Regions from separate parts of the Canis lupus genome. Here region 2 is linked to region 1. The links are chromatin contacts, called in public Hi-C maps. All regions are on one chromosome and are shown on one strand. The core of a region is the stretch at or near the end of the contact, and the rest is flanking DNA. Distances in the headings are between cores, read along the strand shown.

Region 1 (4,067 bases), core at 1,197-3,696:
AAGACCCCTTGGATAAACTTTTAGACAAACTGATAATAAGGTAGGAATAATAATGACAGGGATGCCTGGGTGGCTCCCAGGTTGAGTGTCTGCCCTCAGCTGAAGGGTGTGATCCTGGGATCCAGAATCGAGTCCCACATCGAGCTCCTTGCAGGAAGCCTGTTTCTACCTCTGCCTGTGTCTCTGCCTTTCTCTCTCTCTCTCTCTGTTTCTCATGAATAAATAAATAAAATCTTAAAAAAAAAAAAAGGAATAATAATGACAATGAAAGTATTTGTTAAGCCAGGCACTTTACATAGCATTAAAGTGGGGGAGGGGTTCCTTAAAAAGTTAAATACAGAATTTATTACTATATGACTCAGGTAAAATTTTTTTTAAAAGATCTGTTCATCCATTTCAGAGAGAGATTGAGACAGCACACATGCATGTGAGTGGGGGAAGGGGCAGAGACAGAGACAGAATGAATTTCATGCAGACTCCCTGTCCAATGGGGAGCCCATTGTAGGGCTCAATTCCATGACCTAGAGATTATGACCTGAACCAAAAACAAGGGTTGGACACTCAATCAACTGAGCCACCTAGGCACCCCAGGATGTAGCAATTCTATTAAGTATACATACAATAGAATTGAAAATATATGTTCAAACAAAAACTTGTACATGAATGTTCATAGTAGCCAAAAAGTGGAATGAATAATTTACAAGTCCACCAACTAATAAATGGATAAATAAAATGTGGTTTATCCATACAATGGATATCCAGCCATAAAAATGAAGTACTGACACGTGCAATGACACAACAAATCTGGAAAACATTATGTTCAGTGAAATAAACCAGACATAAAAGATCACATATTGTATGATTCCATTTATAGATATGTCCAGAATAGGCAAATCTATAGACAGAACATAGGTTAGTGGTTGCCAGGGGCTGAGGGCAGGGGAGAATGAAGAATGACTCTTTAAGGATACAGTGTTTCTTTTTTGGAATAATGAAAATGTCTAGGAATGAGAGATAGTGGTGGTGGTTGCACAATATTGTGATTGTACTCAAAATCACTGAACTGTGACTAAAATGATGAATTTTATACTATGTGAATTCTATCTCAATAAAAAAAGTGGAGAGATGGGCATATTGTGGACTGAAATGACAACTCCTGTCTGGCAAGTTTGTTTGAATAGTAGTTACAAGGGCTTTTACAGTTTAGGACTATCCTAGGATGGTATAGTGTATTTATTGACTAATTCAAAGAGGAATTTCCTCCAGCGAAACTCAGTGTGTTTTAAAATCCTTCATTTTTATTCAAGTAAGGTTTTATTTATTGTCACTTCATTATGATAAAACATTCCTATAATTGCAGGATTTCATTTTTTTATAAACCTCCCTCTACTTTTAAGTAGTTAGAGAAAATTATTAAGTCCAAGAGACATTTATACCTATGCATTCTGGAGATGGTCAAAACACAGAAAACTGTCCCCTCTTATAAATTCTGGTCGTTATACAGAGTTTAATTCAAGACATGAAGAATCCCCAAGTTAAAACTCCTAGAACTATGAAGGTTATCGCTAGAAATAACTGGCTCTAAATTACGCATCTAATAAAACACCTTGTATCCTTAAACATGCAAAAAAGATCAGCACCTTTCCTCAAAAAATCTCCTTACTCTGCCCTGTCAGAAACCAAATCTCATCTTTATTTCTGCCGTGAGATCATTTACACTTCCTAAAGTGTCAGGCTCAATGTTTCGCCAGTCAGCGGTAGAATGACTGTGCCAAATGAGTTTATTTATAACCACTTCAATACTATTCAGTGGCTACAACAGAAATGAACAAGGGAAGGGAGGGAGGTGGTGAGATGGGACAAAGGGTAAGAAATTAGAAAGAAAAAACTATTATTAACTGTTTGTATTTTTAGGTGTTGGGCCTTAGTATCAGTCTATATTACATCTCCCCTTTGCTGAGCACTGGTAAAAATTAAAAGACCATTCTCTGAGGTCTTAAGATCTGAAATTCCTTTCTTTCACTCTGTTTTCTTGGGCCTGTGGGCTTTTTAACATAGGAAAAATCTTGGCACTTGAGACAATTCTGACCTTTTGGAAACATAGCTGAGCTACAAGATAACCTAACAGTGTGATACTCAGCTTGCATGGAATGATTTTTAAACTACACCCCCACCCCTTTTTTTAAATCATGGAAAAGAGAAATTGAGCCACCTCACTAGGCAAATTCAATTTTAGGAGCAGTAAGCTTGCCAGGATCTCAAATATCAGAGCCTGCACACTGAGTTATGTGTGGACAGGCAGGAGAACATCATGTCTGAACCACATCATTCAGCACTGACATGTGACCCAGCCTAGGAATTTGGGTCACTCATGTATGTGATAGCCACTGACTGGATGTCTGAAAATGGGTTAGTAACAACCACCAAGTCTCTTTACTGAACATCTTTAGAGAGAGAAACCAATGTTCAACCCTCATTCCCTGAAACAAAACAAAAGAAAAGGCTTTGTACTAGAGATAGCAAGAGAGGAATTTTAAGAACTGACAATAAAACTGTCTATATACACATGCAAACACATATAAGTATAATATACAATTATATGCATAATTATGTGTATATAATTTAAAAACTGATTTTAAATGATTTTTAAAAACGATCAGTGCAAAAGTATTTCTTCCACAATCTTTTATTATGTTTTTAACGTATATAATTTTTTAAAAAAAAGAATTTAAAAACTTAAAAAGATACAAACTTTGGTAGTAACAAAATCCTCCTGCTAAGTTGGGAGCTGCAGTAAAAAAAAGGAATGAAGATAAGAAAGTGAGAGAAGGAGAAAAGGAAAACAACAAGTAAAATAAGAAGTATTAAGACCAAACTTGAAACTCAAAATTTAAAATATAAGAAGAAAGCATTAGTGTTAGTAACACATATTGTTAAAGTTTAAAACTCAACTCATAAAATTTCATAGACAAGAAACTAGGTACAAACTCTTTTGGATGGGAGTCTCAGGTATATATTTTATAAGCAAATTTTCAGTTAAAACAAATGAATCTTGGATAAAACAACATCTCCACCATGTGACCACCTAGGATATAAATCACTAAAAACTCTTAAAGCAGAGTTGCATTTTTGCACTTCTAGGTATACAGAAAAATCATTTTTAGTATGTCCATTGGACCAGATGAAATTAAGCTGAAGAACTATGCTTCATACTTGACAGGTTCTATTCCATCCTAAGCCAGTATTAAAGATGTGACTTCTCAGAGCTTGGCAGCACTAAGAATGATATAATTTCCTCCTGAGAAGGGATATGATAACATTGAACCTATGAATCTATCAAGTTTTAGACATCATGACTCTAAAATCCAAAATGTGAGGTGCCTCAGTGGCTTGGTTAGGCGTCCAACTCTTGATTTTGGTTCAAGTCATGATCTCAGGGTCATGGGATTGGACCCTGCATTGGGCTCTGAGATCAGCATGGTCTGCTTGCCCCTCTCCCTCTGTTCCTCCCCACTGCTCACTCTCTCTAAAATAAATTAATTAAAAAAAAAATCCAAAATGTGTGAACTCTGATCATTCAATTCACCAAAATCAAGGACATTTATGATATTACACGGCAATCTAGAAGATAATTAATTTTTAGCCCTGGAAAATGATGCTATAATGTTCTTCTGTCTCTGAACTCCCAGATATTTCTATAATTAATCATAGAAAGAGCTATTTTTCAGTGGTCAGCAAGTGCTGCTTGTTGTGTAATATTTCAGTTTTCTCTACTGAACCTCAAATAGACAAATTTAAGCTTCTTAGCTTATAGTAGTCACTTTAGGAATCACGTATATTTAAAAAGAAAGAAGATAGACTTGTGAACAGGAATGGGAACTTGCAAAATAAAAAAATTTAAATAATGCTATTAAGTATATATAAAACTGATCAAGTGGCTACATCTATCCTAATCACCTTAAGATTGGCCACTTGTAAGAAAATAAAGAATATAATTACCATACAAATATTTTTTAGTGTTTTGTGCAAGGCTCTGTGGTTGATTTGGGCATAGGATCCTGGGAATT
Region 2 (3,992 bases), core at 877-3,376, 220 kb before region 1:
TTCGCAAGTGTAGAGTGAGTGTGTGGGTAGCACTTTGTGCCTTTTCAAATACCCGCAGAGCATTTATAAAAGTTATTGATGTAAAGATTTTTTTTCCCAAATTAATGTCTAAATCCAGTCTCATCAGTTAAAAGTCCCAGTTGGTTTTTTCATGGAATTTAACAATCTAGTTTTTTAAAAGTACGTTTAGAAAAGCACATGTACAATATTATCACCCCGCCGGGTTTGGGGACGGGGAGCGGTGCCGTGAAGGGGACTTGCCGGGACACATGGTGGGACAGTGTAAATCCACGGGGATCAAACCCTCGTCTGTTTGTTGTCTGGGGAGTGGAAGGTAGATCCCTATTTCACACCAGATATAAAACTGAAAGCGGGGCATATAAAGCATCTGAAGGTAAAAAAGTTTAAGTGTTACAAAGAAATATAGGAGAGAGGGGCACCCGGGTGGCTCAGTCGATTAAAAGTGTCAGACTCTTGGTTTCAGCTCAGGTCATGATCTCAGGGTCTTGGGGTGGGGCTCAGTGGGGAGCCCCCTTGGGAATCTCTCCCTCTACCCCCCACCACACTCTCTCAAGGGCACACATGCACTCTCTCTCAAAAAAAAAAAAAAAAAAAAAAAAAGAGATACAGAACATTGATGTCATATTGGTTTTCCTTGGCAAGCAAAACCCAGAAGCTACACAGAAAAAGATCTACAGATACTACTATATCAAATTTAAAGCTTCATGTAACAACTGGCATTAGAAGCAAAGTTAATGGAAAAGCGACAGACTGGAAGAGAACATTTGTATGTGCAATGGATGTAAGCTGACATCCTTTGTTTGTATTTATTTATTTATTTATTTATTTATTTACGAAAGAAAGAAAGAAAGGAAAGAAAGAAAGAAAGTAAGTCAAGCAGAAAGGGAGCCTGATTTTGGGGCTCGATCTCACAACCCTGAGCTCAAGATTCAGATGCTCAACCGACTGAGCCAGCAGCATCCTAAGTAAAGGGCCCCCTAGTGCAGGGAGCCACTGAGAAAAGTGGACGGAGGCCAGTGGCTCTCAGCTCTGGTGAGCTGGAGAGGTGAGCAGAAGAGAGCAGGGGGTGGTGGGGGTGGCCTGTGCTCATCTGGGGTCTGCGGGGCGAGCAGCTTTCCACTCATACTCCGTGTCTGAGGTGGGAGGGAGTCTCACAAAGGTTGGGGTGGAGGGGTGGGGGGGCAGGAGCACAGCACCCTGGGCTCCCCCAGGGCTAATTCTGGCCTTTGTCTCTGCAGAAATCCGCCCTGATTGTGCAGGGGCCCCGGGAAGTGAAGAAGCGGGAGCTGGTCTTCCTCCAGTTCCGCCTGAATGAGAGTAGCGAGGACTTCAGTGCCATCGATTACCTCCTCTTCTCGTCTTTCCAGGAGTTCCTGCACAGGTGGCCTTTCAAGTCCGCAGCGGGCCTGCCGTGCGCAGTCCCGTCCCAGCTCGTGCATCCTGGGGCGGGGCAGGGCCTGGGGCGGCGGTGACCCCCGAGCCCGGGGACTGACCCGGAGCTCAGCTGCCCCGGGAAACCTGGCTTCACAAAGCGAAGCAGATCTGGGTGGCGAGTGTTGGGACCCACAGGCAGAGAGGCTTGGTCCTGTTGCTGCTGGGACCTTGTGAGCCCCCTGAGTTCCGGCCAGGTCTTCCCTGCAGTGTCAGGGGCAGTGTGGGCTCAGTGTGGGTTTGTTGCATGTTTTTATTCATTTATCTTTTAAAAAAATTTTATTTATTTTTTAAAAAAGATTTTTACCCATTTATTCCTGAGAGACACAGAGAGAGAGGGACAGAGAGAGAGGCAGAGACACAGGCAGAGGGAGAAGCAGGCTCCATGCAGGGAGCCCGACGTGGGACTCGATCCCGGGTCTCCAGGATTACGCCGTGGGCCGAAGGCGGTGCTAAACTGCTGAGCCACCCAGGGATCCCTGTCGAGTGTGTTTAATATGGGGATAAAAGTGCCTGTCTGCCTGGGGGACACTCTGGTGCCCTCTCTGGGGCCAAGTGCTCGTTGGGACTGGGAGCGTTCTCTGCATGTTCCCCGAGCCCGCCTGCCTCAGGTCCCTCAGAGCCCAGGGCTCCATTTAAGGGAAGGCGGGTGGCCGTCACCACGGCGGAGGGGCCGTTTCCCTGGCTGTGGCCAAGGACCACCTCCCCTTGGCTCACATCCCACTGCTCCATCCTTCCGTTTCAGAGCTTGCAGCCTCTGCTGTGGTCTCTTCTGCTCTGTGTGACGCCCAGATCCCCCTGGGGGAGGTGCTGGCTGGGCCGATGCCACGGGTGTCCGTGTGGTCCCCTACTGGGCCTCCCAGAGGAGGCTGGCAGGCCGGCGAGGCTCCTCGGGGCCCCTGAGGTCAGAGTCGTGAGGCTGGCCGATGCACCCGCAGGCACGGGGCCAGCGCTCTGGGAGGAGGGACTCCCCCACCCTCCAGGTGGGTGACAACTCTCCCTCCGTATGAAAACCAAGAAGCAGAGCCTGGAAAGGAAGCAGGAAGTGGGCAGCACCCTGGCGGTGCCAGCCAAGCAACCAGCTGCAAGCAGGGGCTGGAGTTTGAATCCTGCCGTCAGGCCTCACGTGGCCCTTTCTTTGTGTTCCAAGCCCAGACAGGGTGGGCTTCATGCAGGCCTGTGAGAGCGCCTACTCCAGCTGGAAGTTCTCCGGGGGCTTCCGCACCTGGGTCAAGATGTCCCTGGTGAAGACCAAGGAGGAGGACGGGCGGGAAGCGGTGGAGTTCCGGCAGGAGGTAGGTGGCGCTGGGTTTGCGCTCCCGGCCGGCCCCTTGCACCCTTGGCCCCGGGGGCAGGGAGAGAAGCTGTGCAGAAGAGATGAGCGTTGGGCAGTCTTCACAGTGAGCAGGGGCCCCGTGCCTGGGGGGAGACGTGTTCTGCAGCCCCTTCCCTGGGCCACCGTCGGTCCTCAGCAAACATGTGGGCCAAACAGAGACGCCCCACTTCAAGGAGCAGGTGACTTGCCCCCCACAGCCCATGACCTTGGCCTTCAGAGGCCGCATGGAAGATCGGTGATTTGCAGGGAAGAGAGACCAGGTACGGGGCCTCTGGAGTGCTGTGCACAGGAGGATCCACTGAGATGCTTGGGGCAAATAACTAGCTTGCTTCCTTTTTTTTTTAAAGATTTTATTTATTTTTGAGAGACAGAGAGAGAGGGAGGCAGAGACACAGGCAGAGGGAGAAGCAGGCTCCATGCAGGGAGCCCGATGTGGGACTCGATCCCGGGTCTCCAGGATCACACCCCGGACTGAAGGCGGTGCTAACCGCTGAGCCACCCAGGCTGCCCACTAGCTTTCTTTTTGTGTTAATTTCTTTATCTCCTCCTTTTCCTATTTCTGAATACTTTGAAAAGTGTGTAACAGAACAGTAAGAGTGACGTTACATCACTTCTAAGAAAGTCACGATATGTTGGGTATGTGCCCAAAGTGTGTTACCAGTGGGAAATGTGAGGGCTTTCAGCCCACCGGCCTGGAGCCCCAAGATGTGTGAGGGGTTTCTAGCCACGGTACCAGCCGGAGATGGGAGGGGACCTGGGCAGAGGCCTGGTGGTGGGGATGGAGGGAGAGGGCTGTTTGTCAGTCACCCCCGAAAGCAAGGCCGCACCCCCACCTTTGGAACTTCCACCCTGGCGTGGCTGCCCCCTGCCCCCATCCACGCCCAGAGCCAGCCATCCCACGTATTGGTGGCTGGGTGCCTGCTGAGGCAGTGAGGAGACAGTCTGTTCTAGAAAATTCTGCTCTTCCTTGGAGTTGTTCCATTGGGCTGGACTCTGAGGGGCAGCATCGGGAAAGGCGGTTAGATTAGGACTGACTCCCACCGAAGAGTCTCATTGGCCAGAAGCCACGTCCTTGTCCGGGTCCGTCCCGTCCCCGGGCCTCGGACCACTGCAGATCTGATGCCTTTGGGAAGGGCTTAAAGCCAGTTTTCTTCAAGAGGACAGGCCTTTTCTCATCCCCTAAGATGTGGTGACCCCCGTGGCA

The links. Hi-C and Micro-C count contacts between places; a contact is called where the count stands out from the background.
Region 2: a contact with region 1 is called in a Hi-C map of skin fibroblasts, with 2.2 times the contacts expected there. The contact joins two enhancer-like sites. A contact is called at or near these places in 2 of 9 Hi-C or Micro-C datasets (blood and skin fibroblasts).

The regions. Positions count from the first base shown.
Region 1 is chr7:10,200,515-10,204,581 of UU_Cfam_GSD_1.0, reverse strand. All of the region lies in intron 11 of DTL (denticleless protein homolog), which reads right to left. Among named protein-coding and RNA genes, the nearest start is that of DTL, 23 kb to the right of the region's middle. Within about 2 kb of position 2,446, at least 2 of the 20 cell types and tissues checked have an H3K27ac peak or open chromatin away from gene starts, as enhancers often do.
Region 2 is chr7:10,425,130-10,429,121 of UU_Cfam_GSD_1.0, reverse strand. It overlaps PACC1 (proton-activated chloride channel), which reads left to right. Exons shown (of 8, transcript XM_038542079.1): 5 at 1,260-1,402; 6 at 2,603-2,747. Among named protein-coding and RNA genes, the nearest start is that of PACC1, 33 kb to the left of the region's middle. Within about 2 kb of position 2,126, at least 2 of the 20 cell types and tissues checked have an H3K27ac peak or open chromatin away from gene starts, as enhancers often do.